2 separate regions of the Arachis hypogaea genome follow, and region 1 is linked to region 2. A link is a contact called in public Hi-C data. All regions are on one chromosome and are shown on one strand. The core of a region is the stretch at or near the end of the contact, and the rest is flanking DNA. Distances in the headings are between cores, read along the strand shown.

The links. Hi-C and Micro-C count contacts between places; a contact is called where the count stands out from the background.
Region 1: a contact with region 2 is called in a Hi-C map of leaf, with 2.2 times the contacts expected there. The contact joins the promoter of LOC140183427 here to the enhancer-like site in region 2. A contact is called at or near these places in 2 of 8 Hi-C or Micro-C datasets (leaf and an unstated tissue).

Annotation. Positions count from the first base shown.
Region 1 is chr3:37,509,299-37,511,998 of arahy.Tifrunner.gnm2.J5K5, forward strand. It overlaps LOC140183427, which reads left to right and starts at 1,447. Exons shown (of 1, transcript XM_072231840.1): 1 at 1,447-1,863. The coding sequence starts at 1,447. The coding sequence ends at 1,863.
Region 2 is chr3:37,378,481-37,381,337 of arahy.Tifrunner.gnm2.J5K5, forward strand. No RefSeq gene overlaps it. Among protein-coding and RNA genes, the nearest start is that of LOC112776243, 17 kb to the right of the region's middle. Within about 2 kb of position 1,476, at least 1 of the 3 cell types and tissues checked has open chromatin away from gene starts, as enhancers often do.

The DNA.
Region 1 (2,700 bases), core at 197-2,696, 130 kb after region 2:
CCCTACATACAGCTTGCCATGGAAAGGAGTAAGAAGGATTGAGTTGAAGCAGTGGGAGAGCAGGCGTCCTTGAGCCATACAGTATCTTCATTCGCTTATCTGAAATTCCCACCAATGAAGCTGCATGAGTACTCTATCCCTTTTATTATTTATTTTCTTATTTCTATTTTCGAAAACCCATAAACCAATTTAATCTGCCTAACTGAGATTTACAAGGTGACCATAGCTTGCTTCATACCAACAATCTCTGTGGGATCGACCCTTACTCACATAAGGTTTATTACTTGGACGACCCAGTACACTTGCTGGTTAGTTGAACGGAGTTGTGAGCTTCTCTAACAGTGCCTGAAATTCTTTTATCACAATTTCGTCCACCACAAGACTTATAGAGTATACAACAAACTATTGAAAAAACCATGCATGTCACATTCTGTGAGTCTAACAATGTTCCTAGTGTTTGCATTGATGATAGTCCATGTTTTGAAGCTGAATTACCCAAGAATACTGAGTCAATTCCTCAAAATCCAAGTTCTTATGAAGTTGTACTTATTAGCAGCGAAAATTCCAATTTTGCAGGGGACAATTTGGAATTATCTCCTATCGCAGCAGAAAACACTGATGCAGAGGCCATTGTTGATCAAGAGGAACCTGAATCCTCAACTCAAACCAGAAGGCCCAGGGAATGAAATTTTCTAAAAAACTATCCAGAGAAATTCATAATTGGTGATCCCTCCAAAGGAATATCAACTAGATCATCTTTGAAAAGAGCTGAATCCACTAACTTAGCTCTTATATCAAAGATTGAACTTCAAAATATCCAAGAAGCTCTTGCTGATCCATCTTGGGTATTAGCTATGGAGGAGGAATTGCAGAAGTTTGAGAAAAACCAGGTCTGGAGATTAGTGCCTCACTCAATGAAAAGAAAGTCACTGGCACTAAATGAATTTTCAGAAATAAATTGGGTGAAAATGGAACCATTATCCGAAACAAAGCAAGATTGGTTGCTCAAGGCTATGATCAAGAGGAATGGATTGATTTCGATGAATCCTTTGCACCTGTAGCTTGAATAGAAGCCATCAGATTGCTCCTTGCATATGCAGCTCATTGTGGCTTCAAGCTATTCCAAATAGACGTAAAGTGTGCTTTCCTCAATGGCATAATAGATAGAGAGATTTATGTGGCTCAACCATTTGGGTTTGAAAACAAAATTTTTTCTAACCATGTTTTCAAACTAGCTAAAGCCATATATGGTTTAAGACAAGCTCCTAGAGCTTGGTATGAGAGGCTTAGCTCATTTTTATTGAAAAAAATTTTCAAAGAGGAGCCATTGACACCACTTTATTTATTAAGAATTATAATGATCATTTCATTATTGTGCAAGTTTATGTTGATTATATTATCTTTGGTTCGGCTAATGAGGATTTGTGTGCAGATTTTGCTAAGCTTATGACTAGTGAATTTGATATGAGCATGATGGGAGAGCTCAACTTCTTTCTAGGCTTGCAAATAAAGCAAACTGCAGAAGGCATATTCATTCATCAAGAAAAATATGCAAAGGAACTTGTTAAGAAATTCGGGCTAAAAAGTGCCAAGCCAATGGGAACTCCCATGCATCCAAATATCAAGCTTGACAAAGATGAACATGCTAGAGATGTTGATGAGATGCGCTATAGAGGGATCATTGGCTCTTTGATGTATCTAGCCTCCTCAAGACTTGATGTCATCCAAAGTGTTGGAGTATCCTCAATATTTCAATCAAAGCCTAAGGAATCACATTTTTCAGCTGTCAAGAGAATCATCCGATACGTGGTTGGTACCACTGATATGGTTTATGGTTTCCAAAGACTGATTCCTTTCAATTAGTGGATTTTTGTGATGCAGATTTTGTTGGGGACAGAATTGATAGAAGAAGCACAAGTGGCATGTGTTACTTCCTTAGAAAATCACTCATTGTTTGGTCAAGCAAAAAGCAAACAACAGTAGCACTCTCTACTGCCGAAGCTGAGTATATTACAGCCTTATCTTGTTGTTCTCAACTACTATGGTTAAAAACTCAGTTAGCTGATTATAAACTGAAAGTATCTAACATTCTATTATTTTGTGACAATATGAGTGCTATAAATATTTTCAAAAACCTTGTTTTGCACTTTATAACAAAGCACATAGAAGTTAGATTTCATTCTATAAGAGAACATGTGCAAAATGGAAATTTAGATATTCAGTTTGTTAAATCTGAAGATCAACTATCTGATATTTTTACTAAACCATTGATAGAAGAGAGGTTCAGCAAATTACGAACTGCTCTGGGCATTCTTGATTCATCTAATTTTTCTTAATCCTTCTGACATTCTGGTTCAAGCGTTTTGCCTCATAAGTCGAGATGAGACTATTTTGGGCAGATGATGAGTAGCTTCATTAATTTGATTTGTTGCTATTTAGACTCGTTGGAGGCTTATCAGATTTGGTGGGCCTAGGATGTTTACTTGTCTACTCTTAGATGGGCCACTTATGTCTAAAAGTGTTGGGCCTATTTTGGATTTGGATTTAAAAAAATTGTTTTTCATTTTAACTTGGACTTATATTTTTGTTTTCAATATTAATTTTTTCATTTTTTGAAAACAAGGTTCATTTGGTTACAGAGGTAAAATTCAATGTTTTTTAAAATTTTTATTTTTCAACTCAATTTCAAGGTGAGACTAT
Region 2 (2,857 bases), core at 226-2,725:
TTTACATTTTTTTATACGTTAATAGTTAAATTAGTTCTTAAAAGATAAGATATTTTTTAAATTCATCCCTAAAAATTTTTTTTAATTAAATTGGTTTTTCAAAGATTACAAATTTTGTCTTCCAATCACTCCATTAATAATTTTTTTTCAAAAATTGATATCGTAAAACATTAATTGATAACATATATAATACTTAATATATCTAATTGAATATTAACCAAATATGTTCACGAAAATTTAGTAATGTAGTCATTTTTTTTAATTACAAATATCATATTCTCAATATAATCTAATAACTAAATTGATAGATCTTCATAAATATATTTAGTCAACGTTCAATTGAACATGTTATATATTATGTATGCTATCAGTTAATATTTCACATTATCAATCATTGATGAAATTATGAGTGAAGTAACTGAAAAATAGATATAATTAATTCGTAATCTTTAAAGGATCAATTTGATTATTGAAAAAAAAATTTAGAGACAAATTTAAAAAATGACTTATTTTTCAGGAACTAGCTTGACTACTAAAATTTTTTTTGTTCATACTTAAGAATGTCAAGTAAAAGATCATACTTTACTAAATAGTTCAGAAGAAAAAATTCAAAGGATCCATTTCTTATTTTTCCATGTGTGCTTGAAATATATTTTGCCAATTAAAACAAAATTTAATCAACCAATCAATCACCTTTGATCTTGATATAATAGAATTTTTTTTAAACATTAAAAAATCACACTTTATCAAATGATTAAAAGAAAAAAAATCTCAAAAATTATATATGAAAGTTGGTGGCTTCATCACACACAATTACACAAAAGACTTGCTCTTTATTTTTTGAGAAAAAATCTTAAACGACCCTCACAGTTATTTTAAAATACGAGGCTTTTGACCAAAAAAAAAACTCTTTTTGACTTTTAATCTTTATTTTTATAAGATTGATTAGTTCTTCTATCAATATTTTCTATCTTTATAAGTCTACATGATATGTTAAATTGTTGATTTATCCATTAAGAACCAACTAAGATTAACAAATTCTCTTTTGTTGGGAGTTTCGTTGTTTTTTAAGGATAATTATCAAGACCATTTAGTTTTTATTTTTATTTTTTATTACCTGTTTTAAATACATTAGTTATATTTATTGTGTAAAACTAAAAAATATTAATAATTTTTAAATTATTTTTACTTATAAAAATTAAATAGAGGATATATTAATGATTAATGTATCACATAAGTATATTTTGAATAGAGATCATTGACATAGAGACTAATTCTTCTCACAAAATTAAATATTAAAGATCGAAAAAAGTATAGTTTTTGTTTGAAGATCTCGTAGTGTTTCAAAAAAATTATTAGGGACCATGTTGGGACCATCTCTCAAATTTTTTTGATAATAATTTACAATAATAAATATGCATAAGAAAGCCCAAGGAATGCAAGGCCTAGTTCAGTTAGTTAATCCACAGCCTTGCAAACCAAATAAATAAAACTTTGGAACTTGGTAGTGTCTCGTGTGTACATTGATTGTAATACCCAAAATAAAAATGACCAAAAGCCTAAAAGACTTTTTTTAATCTTTTTCTTTCTTAATAATTATCTATTTTGTTTTCGGTTTTTGTCCCAGCAATTAGATCTTTGTTTTCGGGCAAGGAAAAAATTATCATACTCTTAGTCATAGTTATGGTTAAGGCCCAAACATATTTTTTATTTTTATATTTTTTGGTCTGAAGATAAAATATTCGAGTGAAATTACTTTGACCAAAAGCACAAGTCACAAATCACAATGCAAAATGAGCCATTAGGAGAATAACTAATTTTTTACTTTTTTTTTTTTTTTGGACGATGGAATGTTTTACCGTCTGCACTTGCACTCTGCAGTGGGTGAGATCCTCAGCCACGCACAAAGACTGCGTTTATTTATAGACACGAGATATTGAGATAAAGATACAGACATATAAAATTATATTTAATAAATAAGATATAAATAAAAATATTATGTTTAAAAATATTAAATTAGTATATTTTGTATTCATTCTAACAGAAAAAATATTAAAATATTAATAAAAAATATAATATATTTTTTAATTTTTCTTTTATTATTTTTGTTAATTTTTTATAATTATATTTTTATTATTATATTTTTCGTCTAAATTTTTTAAATAAAAAAATAAGAATAAATTAAATTTTTATAATTTATTTTAGTTTATCATTAAACAAAATATAAGAACAAAAAAATTTATATCTTGTTATTTATATCTTATTCTATCTTATCTTATTCCGTTGTTAGAAACAAATTAAATTTTGTCAAAATGTACTTGGATTAAAAAATGTACCCTAATTGGTGATTAGAGAAAAATGAACCCTGAGTGTGTATATAACCGAAAATATTAATACTCTAAATCTTAAACTCAGAGAGAGAGATCACACCAACCTATGTTGGATCACTAGATGTGAGTTTGGAAGTTCTTCATAATAAAAAGAAAATTCAATTAAAAACCAAATTTATATGTTAATTTTTTTAGATTTAAACCATATTTGTTGAAATAGGGGTCACGTATACGCATGACTCACGTGTATGCGTAGAAGTGTTAAAATGCAGCTTGTGTGTGCGTTTTTTTGTTATGCGTACGCGTAGGTAAGTACCTCATGTCAAGAGGGACTTAATTATAAAAAAAAATTAGTGTAGGGATCCAAATAAAAGGAAAAAAAGTATAGGAATCTAATTAAAAAAAATTGGTCCAATGACTCAATTAAAAAGAAAAAAAGTATAGAGATCTAATTAAAAATTTTGTGAAACTATAAGGATCAACAGAGTAATTAAACCTATTTTTTATTATTATGCAATGCTTTAGAG